2 separate regions of the Sus scrofa genome follow, and region 2 is linked to region 1. A link is a contact called in public HiChIP or PLAC-seq data. All regions are on one chromosome and are shown on one strand. The core of a region is the stretch at or near the end of the contact, and the rest is flanking DNA. Distances in the headings are between cores, read along the strand shown. Region 1 overlaps LOC102158473 (a long non-coding RNA gene). Region 2 has its middle 45 kb from the start of TARBP1.

Evidence for each region. HiChIP or PLAC-seq counts read pairs in DNA pulled down with a chosen protein or histone mark.
Region 2: an H3K27ac HiChIP or PLAC-seq map of alveolar macrophages shows a contact between it and region 1. The contact joins two enhancer-like sites. A contact is called at or near these places in 2 of 47 Hi-C or Micro-C datasets (mesenteric adipose tissue and retroperitoneal adipose tissue) and 2 of 2 datasets of contacts at active chromatin or transcription factors (alveolar macrophages and skeletal muscle).

What each region holds. Positions count from the first base shown.
Region 1 is chr14:56,470,957-56,478,565 of Sscrofa11.1, forward strand. It overlaps LOC102158473 (a long non-coding RNA gene), which reads right to left. Exons shown (of 7, transcript XR_002338950.1): 6 at 1-70. Among named protein-coding and RNA genes, the nearest start is that of IRF2BP2, 71 kb to the right of the region's middle. Within about 2 kb of position 4,610, at least 27 of the 83 cell types and tissues checked have an H3K27ac peak or open chromatin away from gene starts, as enhancers often do. A contact at or near this core is called in alveolar macrophages, mesenteric adipose tissue, retroperitoneal adipose tissue and 1 more, where this site is marked.
Region 2 is chr14:56,620,909-56,628,517 of Sscrofa11.1, forward strand. No RefSeq gene overlaps it. Among named protein-coding and RNA genes, the nearest start is that of TARBP1, 45 kb to the right of the region's middle. Within about 2 kb of position 2,598, at least 70 of the 83 cell types and tissues checked have an H3K27ac peak or open chromatin away from gene starts, as enhancers often do. A contact at or near this core is called in alveolar macrophages, mesenteric adipose tissue, retroperitoneal adipose tissue and 1 more, where this site is marked.

The DNA.
Region 1 (7,609 bases), core at 3,360-5,859:
CATCCTAAGGTGAATTCTCTGTTCTGTTCCAGCTTTGTTGATGCCTTCTCCGTAGAGGAGCCAGTCAGCCCTAGACACAAGAGTGGAATGAATGATGCCAGCCCTCGGAGGCATCCTCTTCCCTTTTCTCCCCCTCATCTGACTCTGTATATGCTCTCTCCCTTGAGGGCCCAGGGTTCTCTCGCAACTCAGGCTCTTCATGGCCTACTGACACCCAACTGTGTATCCAGACCCTCTGCAGACCAGCCCTTTGGCAACCCTTCATTCAAACACAACAGTCCCAGCCCTATTTCTGCTCTCTGTTGAATTAGGTCACTGATTCCACTTCCGATTCCTTTTCTAAAGGATGATCAGATAAGGACCAACACAACTGAAAGTGCCATCTGCCATATTGGTGTATTGAGTGACAGCAGAGAATTTCTAAAGTGACACTGCCCACATCTGGACCCCGGCGTTGATTATCTGTTTGTTTTCTCATCTCCAGGGTTTGGCACACAATTCAGACTTCAACATAAGCAATTCTCATCTTTTGGGCTATTTTCATATGGGTTATTTCTGTCTCTCTCAATAGATTTTAAATTCTAAATCTACTATGTCTTAGCTCAGGGCTAAAACAGTGGTTCACTCCTAGGAATGATTCTCTAATGTGCATGGTCAGGAAGGGACCAAGACCCATTAAATACTTGAAAGTTTGAGTGGGGAGGACCTTACAGAATCTAATTCAGCTGCCTCATCCTGTAAGTGAGAAAGCCAAGTCCAGAAAAGCATGAACACATGAGACAGTGGACCATTTACTCCTCCAAGAACAAATACGCATTCAGTGTCTAATCCAGTTGCTGTGATAGGAACATAAAGATGAATCAGTTATGGACCTTGTTCTCCAGGAACTTGGGTTTAATGTGTAAAGGAGATAAGATAAGAATGAACATCAATGACTACACTATGAGACGGGAAGCTATAAGCACTATTAAGGTGCGAAATGGACTATAATCAGGTGCAAACAATGAAGAGGTGCATTTTAAATGTTGTGAGTGGGCAGGAAGGGAAAAGCTGAGCCCAGGTGGCTACAAAGAGGAAACTTCCTAGCAGATCTGTGTTAAATATCGAGCCAAAGCCACGGGATGAAGCCAAACAACACCCTGCTCTTTGCTTAGCTGGCGAAAGCTCACAGACTCACTTTAGCTGAATGTTTATGGGAAGTATACTGTGTGCCCTAACAAGACTAATAAAGAGACATGGAGGGAAGCTAAAAGAGCCAATGGGCCAAACTGACACCTTAGGTCCACCCAGCTCAGCCTGACTCTAAACTCTAAACAAGATAGTAACTTAATGCTGTATGATCCAGCAATTCCTCTCCTGGGCACCTATCCAAAGAAAACTAAAATTTGAAAAGATACACGCACCTCAATGTTCACTGCAGTCCTATGTACAATAGCCAAGACATGGAAGCAACCTGAATGTCCATCAATAGAGGAATGGATAAAGAAGATGTGGTACATATATATAAAATGGAATATCACTCAATCATAAAAGAGTGAAATAATGCTATTTGCAGCAACATGGAGGGACCTAGAGATTATCGTACTAAGTGAAGTAAATCAGAAAAAGAAAGACAGAGAGACTATATGATATCACTTATATGTGGAATCTAAAATTTGTATCTAAAAGATACGGATGGGAGTTCCCACGGTGGCTCAATGGATTAAGAACCCGACTAGAATCCATGAGGGTGCGGGTTTGATCCCTGGCCTTGCTAAGTGGGTTAAGAATCTAACATTGCCATGAGCTGTGGTGTAGGCTGGCAGCTGCAGCTCCACTTTGACCCCTAGCCTGGGAACTTCAATATGCTGAAGGTACAGCCCTAAAAACAAAGCCAAAAAAAAAAAAAAAAAAAGGACACAAATGAACTTATTTGCAGAACAGACTCATAAACTTTGAAAAACTTATGGTTACCAAAGGGGACAGGTCAGGGGGAGGGATGGACTGGGGGTTTGGGACTGGCATCTGCACACGGAGATGTATGGAATGACTGGCCAACAGGGACCTGCTGTACAGCAAAGAGAACTCTACCCAGTAGAGCCAATGGACCAAGTATTCTGTGACAGCCTATGTGGGAAAAGAATCCGAGAGAGAATGGATATGTATATATGCATGACTGGGTTACTTTGCGGTACAGCAGAAATGATCACAGCCTTGTAAATTAACTATACTTCAATGAAACTTAAAAAATAAAAATATGGAGTTCCCGTCGTGGCGCAGTGGTTAACGAATCCGACTAGGAACCACGAGGTTGCGGGTTCGGTCCCTGCCCTTGCTCAGTGGGTTAACGATCCGGCGTTGCCATGAGCTGTGGTGTAGGTTGCAGACGCGGCTCGGATCCTGCGTTGCTGTGCCTCTGGCGTAGGCCGGTGGCTACAGCTCCGATTCGACCCCTAGCCTGGGAATCTCCATATGCTGCGGGAGCGGCCCAAGAAATAGCAACAACAACAACAACAAAAGACAAAAAGACAAAAAAATAAAAAATAAAAAATAAAAATATGACACAAATTAACCTATCTACAAAACAGAAACAAACTCACAGACATAGAAGACAAACTTATGGTTACAAAGGGAAAGGTGTGTGTGATGGGGGAGAGAGCTAGATTTGGAGTTTGGGGTTCTTTTACTACATATAAAATAAATAAACAAGAAGGTCTTATTGTATAGCACAGGGAACTAGATTCAGTATCCTGTTATCAACCATAATGGAAGAGAAAGTGAAAAAGAATATGTAACTGAATTCCTTTGCCATATACTGAAACTAACACAACATTGTAAATTGACTATATTTTTTGGCTGTGCCTACAGCATGTGGATGTTCACAGGCCAGGAATCGAACCTGTGCTACAGCAGTGACCCAAGCCACCAAAGTGACAAATGCAGTTCCCTAGCCCTCTGTGTCACAGGAGAACTCCAGTAAATAAACTATAATTAAAAAAAAGGCATATAAACAAGATAGCAACTTAAAAGAGAGGAAACGCTTTCTTTCTTTTAATATCCTTTCTTTTCACTGAGTAATTATTATTTTTCAACTGTAAGTTGAGTTCTTCTCCTCATCTTATTCCTATTAAATTCACTCTGGCAAAGTGTGCCAGGTCAATACAAATAACCTTTAAAGGCACAGCCCAGCTCTCAAGAGATGAAGAGTGACTGGTACTCAGCGCTTTGTAAAGACTTGCTTGGATAATCTTTTTTGTTGTTTTTATGGTCACGTCTCAGTATATGGAAGTTCCCAGGCCAGGGACTGAATCTGAGCTGCAGCTGCAACTTACGCTACAGCTTCAGCAATGTTGGATCCTTTAACCCACTGTGCCACAGTGGGAACTCCTTGCCTTGATAATCTGAGATCTCTCTTTCTCTCTCTCTCACGCCCCTCTCACACACACACACACACACACACACACACGGTCCTAGGAGCAGTGGTGTGTTTATTGCTTGATGGCACTACCACCTTGCCCAGCTTCTCATCCATCCTGCAAGCCCTCCCTCAGCCTCTGAAAATGAAGGGTTGCGGCCCTTTAAAGGATGCTCTGCCACCTGACCCCTCGCCAGCCCCTCCCCCAGACCTCCTGCTCCCTGCCATCATTTCCACTATTTTGAACTTTCAATGCTGTCTACTTGTTGGCTCCTTTCCCATGTCCTTGGAACATGCCAAGGACATCCTGCTCTAAAAAACCCCTCTCAAATGACTGCTCCATGTCATGCCTTCCCTTCACCATCAAGCTCGTTTTTGAAGAAGGGTACCTTCATGGCCTCAAGGTCCCCTCCTCCACCTGTTTCCCTGCCTCTGAGATTCAGCGTCTGCACCCACCCCGCCTCCCCAATACATGGCTCTCTCATACTCAGAGCCGCTCTTGGGACATGCAGGATCCCTATGTTTTGGCCTTGGGACCTGCCAATCACCTTCTGTGGTGACCGTCTACACTCCTGGCGGATGACCCCCAGATGCAGTCTCCAGTCTTGATCCGGATCCTGGGGTACAGAGGCTGTATTTCCAGTGACTCCCTAACCAGTCTATTGGGTCACCCCGTGAAAACCTTGACACTCAACTTGCCCCAGAGGGACCAGCCCCTTCCTTCTCCAGCCTGCCCCTCCCCTAGTCTGCTGGTTTATGTTACCAGGCGCCTTGCCAGGCCGCCTCCAGGCTAGAACCTCAGGATTATTTTAGATGCTTCCTTCTCCTTCCTGCCTCATAATCAGTTGCCTCCTAATCATCTCCTAAATCTGCTATCTCTTGTCATCCTGCCCCTGATCTTTGCAGTCTAGCTGACCCATCTACAAGCTTAGTCCTGGCCTCACCCCCGCCCCCCCCAAGCTGTGAGTAGTAGCAATTTTAGGCAAGAGCCCCAGCTTCCGCTTCACTGGTCTCAGCTCTCTGCTTCCTGATTTCTGCTTTGTGTACCCCCCCACCAACACCAGCCCCTGCCGCCCCCACTTGAGTTTTCCATTTCTGGCCACTCAGGCTCCCCTGGTTTTAGATTTCCAGGTGCTTTTCCACAGTGACTCTCCACCTGGCTTCTACTTCTGGTGTGAGGTATCAAGTCACACCTACTGTCGCCTGGGTAACATCTTGGTCCATTTCTCCTCCTGTGGAGCCTACCAGCCAAGCCGGCCTTGGGTCTCTCACCTCTGTGCTGTCACAGTAACGTTATTCTCTGCATGCCTGTTCTTTCACTGGACTGTAAGTCCCCTTGAGGACAAGAAGGGGCCATTATTTCCTTGCCTCTGAGTTTCGTTCCAGGCACAGCGTAGGATTAGGAAAATGGAAAGAATGTGGTATATACAGGAAACATTTAAGAATGATTCAAGGCAATCCATGTCCTGGAGAAGGACAGGGAGGGAGGGGCTGCTGTGGACTGAGTCAGTCTAGGAAGCTGGATCCCAAGCTGAATGCAGACATTGTAATTATATGCCCTAAAAACAGGAAAGTGCTGCTTACGCTGATGAAGTCTATCTTTGAACTCCGCCCAGTGCCCTGAATTCTCCACTTACTCTGTTACCTTTTCTTAACCCAGCTGGGATGACTAGGGCCTGTAAGGCCAAGAAGGCTGTCATGAGAGGTGTGGCCCAGCCAATAAGGGGCCAGAGGCCAGCAGCTTCCTGCGTGTTAGCGCCAGGAGTGTGGGAGGCCGTCTTCTGTTTACTTGGGGACCTTGGGACCTTGGGGCTTCGCTTGGCCCCAGAGGAGCTCAGAAGTGTGCATCACTCCTCTGAAGACACATCCAGGGAGTGTTTGATTGTGACTTCTCCCTAGAGCCGGCCTCCAGCCAAATGTGAATAGCCCTTGTAGAATCCTGGCTGGTGCTCAAGGCCTTCTTGGGTTTTTCCAAAGAAGTGTCCTGGGCCTTCTCATTGGTTTCTCCATTTACTGTTTCCTGTCATGCTATCATGTGATTGGAAGTGCTGTCCTTAAGGCTGTGTCCCTTTGGTACCATGAGCTCAAGCTCTGCTCCCGCCTAGCCTCACCCCTAGCCAATCCCTTTGGCTGAAAGATCCCTGGACTTCCCTGCAGCATCAGCCTGGACTGCGGTTTTCCCTAAGACCCTCTGCTAAGCTGTGCATTACAGGTCGGGGAGGGCCCTGTTTGGATCTGGCTCATTCTGAAGGAACTCCGGCCCTTAAGAAGGAGGGGGGGTCATGCTGGCCATCTTCTCAGTTGAGTTTTGGCAGCCTGGCCCTTCTTCATCACCAGTCCCTTCTTCCTTTGGACCACTCCACTTGCCCAGCTGCTGCAAGTCCCAGATGTTCCAGAAGAGCTGCTAGGAGCTGAGAGTTTGTGTGGGCAGAGAGACACGGGCCAATCCCACCACAAGCAGTCTAAAAAAATGGTGCCCAAGGGAAAGCATGTCTTGACTTTGGCCCTCTTCCACATGGGTCTGTCCCCTCAAAGATGCGTGTGCCCCCTGGATTTCACTGAATTCTTAAGCTTGCCGCAGAGGTATTTATAGCCCAAGAAAGTTGCTCAATGGTCTTATTCATGGCCTGCATGCAAGCTCTCACGAAACCCTCTGCTGGATTCCTTGGTTCCTGGAAAGCCTGGGTGAATTTCACGCAAAAATCATTTGAGCATATAGTCGCATATTAACGTGCGTGTTCAGAAGCCAAAATCCAAGTCGTAATAGGGTTGCTCACACTTTGGGATTTCCAAACCTAAAAGAAGGCTCTTTAAAAAGAAAGAAAGAGGGAGTTCCCTAGCAGCCTAGTGGTTAAGGATGTAGAGTTGTCACTGCTGTGGCTCAGGTTCGATCCCTGGCCAGGAAACTTCTGCATGCCATGGGCCAGACCAAAAAACCAACCAACAAATAAATAAAAAGGAAGAAAGAAAAAAAAAAACAATGAGACAAACACATAAATAACAGAAAACATTCTAAGATTCTCAAAAGCTTCTGTGTCTATATTCAATGCATATCCAGGTAAGTGCTTTCTTTCCTTGCCTGACCCAACCTTGTCTTCAGCAATAGACAGATTAGATGGAGAGAGAGATCCAAAGGGAAAAAAAAAAAAATCGCAGTCTTGCTCTCCTTAGAGTAGTTCATCACGTTATGGAGAACAGCCCAGCTTTTTCACATATACTGAACTTGCTAGGTGATGGCTTGGAATTTGTACCCTCTCAGTTGATACAGTCACCAATCACCCTGAGTGAATCCTGGAGACATCAGTCCCTTGGCAAATGTTCCGGGGATAATGCAATTCATTAATGTGCCACTGGGCCGGCTGCTATGTTAAGCCAACCCGGGCCAGGTCACCTTGAAGAATTTTCATGGCTTTTCCGCAGTCTGGCAGCAGAGCCTGTCCTGACCCGTCTTCTTCAAGCCTGTGGACTTGGAGCTGCCCGCCTAGTATGGAGGGGTCCAGAGCCTCGTTCTTCGTCCTGGTTCTGTGCCCCTCAGCCATCTTTCAGTCCCCCCTGCTCCCAGGCTGCTTTCCAGCTGCATCAACAGGGGTTCCCCCCAAGAACCAGTCTTAGATCATCTATACATGGCTGGGCCTGCAAATCTTGACAAAGCACTTTCTATAAGCCACATGAGCGGGGGCAAAAATAACAATAATAAATAATGCCTCTGAGTCATCCATTAACCTCTGCGATGCCGCCTCCATGTCAGCTGTCATTTGCTAACAGTGTCACCCAGAATCCCTGACTAGGCCAGACAAGCTTTGGCATGTTCCCTCCCCAGCAGCGCTGAGCAGCCTCTCCTCCCTGCCCATCTGTCCTCTTCTGCCGGGCCGGGCCTGTTTCTTTCATGACTGCTCTGAGCTGGGCCCACCTGATTCTCACTTCCATGTCCATGAAAGTTTCCATATCCTCTGTTCCCCTCCGGTCTTGCCTGCAAACCACAGTGTTCCCTGCTTGATGATGCGCTGCTTTGCTAGCCTGCCTTAGGAGACTTCTGTGCCCTGGATTTTTCCAAAGTCTCTGGGTGGGGTGTGTCTTGAGAAACCTCCACCCACCAGGGCCATGGGGCTCCGCCCACCAGGGGCGTTGCTGCAGAACCCAATGGGCCCGTGCCTCCCTTTTCCCACCTGGCTTTGCTCTTGCTTAGCTTGACTCTCAAGGCTTATCGGGACGTTC
Region 2 (7,609 bases), core at 1,348-3,847, 150 kb after region 1:
GTGTTTCAAGATTCTGAAGAAAACGTTGCCTTTATCAGAGAAAGGTGATACTAAAATTACATTCTTGTGGGAGACTTAAAAGGTTGACATACCGCAGTTGAATCTTCTGCTTAGCCTTGGCCTGGCTGAAAGGAGACTTTGGGCAGTGGGGTTGTGGGTAAGGGGGAAGGAAGAGTGGGCGGGCATGGAAGATCATGGGGGGGGTTACATCAGTTGAGTTGACACTGACCTCATCAGCAGGCATTCTAAGCTTCCTCTGGTCCCTCCCTTGTAAGTAGTGCTCAGCAGGAACATTCTTGACCAATGAACATGCCACAGAAGCTCATTTAAGGGGGCCATCTGATCTGGTGTCACAGATAATAATAGACCGGGCTGCTTCACTGACATTGGGCAAGCAACTTAGCCTCTCCATTTCTTACTTTCTCTACCTGTAAATAAATTATCACACTGGGAGGTGAAGGATAATTGAGATCAAACTTCTGAAGGATTTTTAACTCCTGAGAATTCATCAGTTTTAAACATTGAGGGGCCTTTGGATCCTTTTGAGCATTCAATGAAAGGTGAGAACCTACCTCCCAGAAAAATAGGTATATACCTACCAACTTTTCATATAAGTTCATACGGTCTATAGACTCCCCAAAGCTTAAACATCCCTTAGGGTGGGGGGAAAAAAAACAAACCCACTACCTTAGAAGGAAAGTGTTACAAACATGTAAGAGATGAATAATGTGTCATTTTTATCACCTCACTGACAGCTTTATGGACTTCATTTATTCATGCATCCAATGTGCTATGTCATCGTCATTATCCCTTCTCGTTATTATTAAAAGTAATTCTGCTTACTGCAAGTTTTTCAAAGCCCGTGAGTCTGTTTCTGTTCTGCAAATAAGTTCATTGGTATCCTTCCTTAAGGTTCCACCTATAAACAATATCATATGATGTTTGTCTTGCATGGTCTGACTAACTTCACTTAGCATGATAATCTCTAGGTTCAGCCTTGTTGCTGAAATGCATTACTTCATTCTTTCTATGGCTGAGGAAGATCCCAGTGCATATATGCACCACATCTTCTTTATCCATTCCTCTGTCACTGGACATTTAGGTTGCTTCCATGTCTTGGCGATTGTGGCTAGTGCTGCAACGAACAGTGGTTATCAAAGCAGACAGGGGAGGGGAGGAAGGGGTGGACTGGGGATTTGGGATTGGCATAGGCACCCTGTGGTATATGGAATGATTGGCCAACGAGGACCTGCTGTATAGCACAGAGAACTCTAACCAATACACTGTGATCGTCTATGTGGGGAAAGTATCTGAAAGAGAATGGAGGGGTGTACATGTATCACTGAATCACTTTGCTGTACAGCAGAAATGATCACAAACTTGTAAATCCACTCTACTTCAACAAAGCTTTAAAATAAACTCAAACAAAAAATAACGCCACTATCTCCACTGGTGTTCATCCTTCCCTCTCACTCCCAACCCAATTTTATGATCGTTATTATTTATACTCTGAAAATCTGGGAATCAAAAATGCTTTTGTTGTTGGTCTGCTCTGAAAGACGACAGAGTTCCCTTCCCTCGGAGTATAACCTAGTAAAGAAAGAGAATATGCATAATTGAAGTGAGTTTTTAAAATGGGTTCTTCTTTATCACTCTTGGACAGTTAAAATTGCCATGCTTGAGGAAGAAAATGCAAAGTGGCCCCACAGCGCATTACGGAGGACACTTGACATACGCATTCAATCCAAGCCTGATGAAAATTTGCATAATTCTTCTTCTCCTTATTTATTCTAAAATAATTGAAAAGCAGTGGTCTTGAAGACAGAAATTTTTGAAAAGCAATATTTCACGCATAGGTTTAAAAGGAATCAGCCCATTTGTTCAATAATGAAAAAAATCATTATTTTCACATTCCCACCTAATGTCTTCTGTTTTCTTCCATCCTCATTTAGCTCAACTGGGAATTAGGCACATCTTAGTTATGCTAAAAAAACACACAAAAAACTAATATCATGAAATAGTAGTATCTTTCATCAACAATAGGACTTACTCTACAGAAAAGACCCTGACTATGTCAGGTGTGGCTTAGATTTGTTTTTTGTTTGTTTGTTTGGGGCTGCACTTGCAGCACATGGAGGTCCCCAGGCCAGGGGTCTAATCTGAGCTGTAGCTGCCGGCCTACACCACAGCCACAGCAACCCCAGATCGGAGCCGCATCTGCAACCTACACCACAGCTCATGGCAATGCCGGATCCTTAACCCACTGAGCGAGGCCAGGGATCGAACATGTGTCCTCATGGATGCTAGTCAGATTCGGTTCCACCGAGCCACAACAGGAACTGCCAGATTTGTATTGGACCTTCATTTCTTTTCCTTCCCCATTTTTGGCACAATGTATAGGTTTGAGCACACTGGAATCCGGAGTTCTCTTTCTGTGTATACGTATTTTTTCCTTTACTATCTTCTATAAAAGGAGCCTGCTATTGATTGCAGCTGACTGTGCCGCTTGAGTTGATATCCAAGCGACGCTAACCCAGATAGGGATTAGCATGACATCAGCCGTCAGGCGAGGGAGCCTGGCGGAGCGCCAGCCTGTAAAAACGGAACACGTTTGCGTCACCGTTCCCTTGGTAATGCTTCTTGGAGCCTTGTCAGCTGTCCCCTGAGGTTGTTTCCTTAATATGTCAACAGACATTCCTGAATCTTTAATGCTGAATAGCTCTTTTCCTTTTCCAAAAACACTTAGGTGACCAAGCAGCTGGGACATTCTGTTGGCGTGATCTTTTAAAATGCAATTTCTTTCATGAAATAGGTGTTTTGTTCGAAACATTCTAGGGGATTTAAAGAGGTTTCGATTTCTGCTTCTCGGTGTTAGAAGACCTGTTTTTTGAACAAACGGGGCAGCTGGTTTCAGGCTGGGCGCTGCTTCTCTGCTTTTATCTTCTTTGGGAAAAGCCCTGATTCCCTCTGCAGCTTCTCCAAACCATCCAATTATCCTGTTCCAGTGTGACATTTCACAGGGCACAGTGGCTGGTTGAAAGACCCGGCTGGAATTTGCCCCCATGTATGATTCGCCCTCTGACCTTGCTCTGAGAAAGTCTGCGGGTGAGACGGAAGAACACGTGGGCAGTGACCTTGAGTGTTGTTCCCTCCTTACCCCCAGCCACAGATAAGAAAGATTTGTCACCCGTTACCCACGTGATAGCTATTTCCTCATTTTCCCGAGGTCTTTATTTGCTGTTCTGGTAACTTGATCTCCACTTTCATCTTGAAATCTTTTACTTTGAAGAGTCCCATAGCCAAAGCTAACATCCCTTCCTTCTCTTTCCGAAAGTAAACATAGCTCCTTGAAGTTGAGTGACTTCCCACTGCACAATAACCTTCCAGACTGTTGTGCAGTTGCTATAGCAGTTAATCTCCGTCAATAGTTCGAACATCGTAAATTTGGAGAGAAGTCATTTGGTGTGGGGTTGGGGGGTAGGGTGGGAGGTAGGTTATGAAATTAAATTAATCGCAAGTGACTTTGAGGGAGGATTTGGGGGGGAAGCCACTTCTGCCTGCCTGAGCATCAGACCCAATGCAGAGGGGCGCCTTTCACCACCAGCTGGTGGGGGGTCGCGGGTTTTTTCCGGCGGAAATACGCCAAGAGCACTGAGAGTCTGCTGCCCCGGGCTCTGCCTCTGGGCGGGGGCTGCTAAGAGCTCTGCTTCCTCCTCTGCCAGCTGACGGAACAATCCCCCTTCTGTCCTGCCGTTCCTGTTCCCTTGGTGTCCGGCCTCCTGGGAGCCCCGCCATCATCCCCACTGAAGAAGGTCCCCGCTGGTTCACCGGAGGAGAAGGGAATTGGGGCTGCCCAGAAGGGGAGAGGTGTAGAATCCCTGGGTTTTAGAACTGAAAAGAATTTTTAGAGACTTAGTGAAACCCAAGATCATCATTTGTTTTAAGAATGAGAAATCCGAGGCCCAGAGAAGCTGAATGAGTTTGCTGGTGTGGCCAAGTTGGTGTCAGGCCTAGGAGGAGAATAGGTCTCTCTCCCTGGCCTGAGCCTATCTCAGCATAGCTGCCTGCTCTCCTTCAGGGGAAGGGCCAGGTGGGGCAGAAGCTGGTCTTCTTTGTGCGGTCAGTGCGCTTTCCAGTGGAGTGTGATGCTCGAGGACCACTGAGACTGTGGGCAGCCTGGTTCTGAGCATAAGGATGAAGTTCAACTCAGGAGAGGAGGGGGAGGGGCACCTGGACACATCTCACTTCTCCTGGCTTTGCTGGGTGCCCACAGGAGAGCCTGTCTGCCCTCCACCTGGACTGGCCCGGCACGCAAGACCCAGACTGCACTTATCCCCTGGCAGGACTGGAGAGGCAGCACAGGAAGCCCAGCGGTCACTGCGGGGCCAAAGGCAGAGAACCTGAACAGCTCTGGGGCAGCCTTGAACTAGACTCTTGCTCCTTTAGCCTTGGGAACCAAGAGGGAAAATAACATAGACACGTATAAGGAAGTGGAAAGGAGCCTGTTAACCTGCACGCAGGCTTTTACATCCAGAATAAGTTTTCCTCATCCTTCACCTCTTCCCTCCCTGCAAGCTCTGTATATCAGCTGACGGCTGAGATGGTGCAAAGCTGGCTGAGTTTAGCAACTCTGGTTCCAAGCCAGGACGTTAGGTTCCAGCCTCCTGCAATCCAGGCTCTGCCACTCGAGAGCTATGTGATCCTGGGCAGGACTTTACCCTCTTTAAGCCTCAGTTTCCTCATCTGGAAAATGGACATCATACCCGTTAGTTTAAGGAATATCGTAAGGATTAAATAAGAGGAAGTCTGCAGGCTATTTGGCCAAGTGCCTGACATGAAAGCACTCGGAGACACCTCAGTCACTGTTGTTATCATCACTCAGAGAACTTCCGGCAAAATTTCAGGAGACAGTCGATGAGCACAAAGCTTTCCGGGTATCAGGTGGGAATGCATCGGTCATCACGGTCCAGGCTTGCGGGACAGGAAGGGCAGCTGCAGACAAGGGGAAGGGCTGGTGGAAACAGCACGACTTCCCTCCACTTTCCTGGGGCTGCGTGTCAACAGAAATCCCATGCAAAGGGCGAAGCCAGCCTGTCCTATCTGGCTTTTGCTTTCAAGGGCCTACGGCCCTAGTGGGGGAAGGGTGGGGGGTTCCCAGCCCCAAGTCAGTCCAGTCATGGACACAGCTGCAAGGAAAGGAAAAGAAGCAGGAAAGTCAGAAGGGTGAGCATCTGCCGCCCGCTGCAGCGTGGAGAGGGTGTGACTGATCTCCGAGGAGCAGAGGAGGTCAGGTTTTACCCCATCTCCTCATTCTAGATGAAAACACTTTCTTAGGCAGGCTGAAGACTTGTCTCAGATTGAAGAGTGAATAACCCTTGAGAGGCCTAGACTTGCCTCTCCACCCTCCAAGGGTCCCTCCCTCACTGCACGTGCAAGCACACACACACACACACACACACACACACACACACACACACACACATGTGCACACAGTGTGTACACAGCAATGGGCAAGATGTAGGGCCAGAGGTGCGGCAATTGCCCTGGCAGTGGCAGGTCTATGCTTTGCTGGCCCTGGGGGTGGGGGGTGTCTTCAGTGTCCCGAGAGGTGACTGCAGAGGTGAGGTCTGGCCCTCTCTGCACCAAGGATCAGATAAACTGGCCCTTGACCCCGAACTTTCATTTTCCCCAGAGGGACCTGGGCTGAGACCGGACACAGGAAAAACTGGAATGTCCCCTTTTTTGTTCCCCAACATGTCTCTGGCTGTCATGATGACAAGGGAGAGGGGACTGGTTTGGGAATCCGTCTTTCTCTCTCCAGCATGGGAATGAGTCATTTGGCAGACAGCTTCACGCGGAAATTACAAACCTCTCATGTCACCTATGGAAACCCCAGTCTTCAGAAACCACAGCGAGGTTTCTGTTTGTTTTCGTTCTGTTTTTGTCATTCTCCTCGCTTTCGCAGCAGAAGAGATACAGGGAAATCACCATACACTGGCTGCGCATACCCACTGCGCATGCAGATGGATACGTGTCCTTTGCCCGGGAGGGCCCTGGGTGGCTTCTTTCCACTTGTCATCCCCATTTCTCTCCGGCCTTGCCTTTTGGGCCTCTGTCCCAAGGGGAGCTGAGCTGCCAGGGTCCTCTGAGAGGCACCCATTCATGGGGCCAAAGAAAACACTTTAGTTGGGACATGTTTTGAAGGGGAATTTTCTTGTTTTGTGTTCCCTACAGATTTGGGGGGTTTCTTTTACTCCTTGGGGGATAAAAATAATCGCAATAAAACCACCAAATTTTTATACCTATGCTATCTCCTTCCATGGGTTGGTCCATTGAAATTTATTCTTAAAAACAAGAAAGTAGCTCATGATTTCTTTTTATTAAACTGTCATGGATTTGCAGTGTTGTGTCAATTTCTGCTGTACAGCAAAGTGACCCAGTCATACATATGTATAGATTCTTTCTTAATATTCTTTTCTATCACGGTCTATCTCAGGAAATTGGATAGAATTTCCTGTGCTGTACAGTAGGACTTCATTGCTTATCCATTCTAAATGTCATAGTTTGCATCTACTAACCCCAAAGTGCAGTCCATCGCACCCTCTCCCCCCTCCCTAGCCTATGATTTATTTATTTAGTTTTACTTTTTTGTCTTTTTAGGGAAGACACATGGAAGTTCCCAGGCTAGGGGTTAAATCAGAACTGCAGCTTCTGACCTACACCTCAGTCACAGTAATGCCAGATCTGAGCCGAGTCTGTAACCTACACCATAGCTCACAGCAATGCCGTATCCTTAACCCACTGAGCAAGGCCAGGGATCAAACCCACATCTTCATGGATCCTAGTTGGGTTTGTTACCACTGAGCCACAACAGGAGCTCCCTCTAGCTCTTGATTTTTTAACAGCCAATTTCTAACCCAGTGGCTACCACATATGAATTCAGTCACTCAGGAAGTATTTTTGAGCAAAGCAACCTCTTCAATCCAGGTACTGTTGAGGTTGTTGAGAATAGTTTTGAACAATGCAGATGCACTGCTTGCCTTCAGGAAGCTTATATCCCAGTAATGACTAAGGAAGTTCATAGGTATGCTACAAACCAAAAATAAAATTAAGGTCACTACGTGAAGCCTCACTTGAACTTCATGGCCTACCTTTATTCATATATTTTAAAATACTGTTATCAAGTCATTTATTTGGTGATCTGATTTTGAGGATTGGGGCTGCATTCTTTTCCCCCAGAAACCTCAAGCTCATCTCTTGACTTCACTGATCTTTGCTATAGACAGATGTCCACAAAGGAGGACAATGCCTGCAAAGGAGGGCTATGGCCCAGCACATCTAGGACTCTGTGAGTTCTCCAATGATGATTATAAGGGTTTGGCTAGAGGGCTGGAAAGGGACCACCCAAGCTATGAAAAAGTTGGGTTTTGTTGAAACCCATCTTGGAAAAGGACTAATAAATAAATTTAATTTAAATGGTTCCTTTTTCTTTAGAGACATAAAAAACAACTATGTAAGTAAACTGCTTATTTTTTCAAGCTGGCCTTGGCTGATTTTAATTGGTAGTTTGTTCATTATTCATTCATTGAATAACAGGCACTGAGCTCTG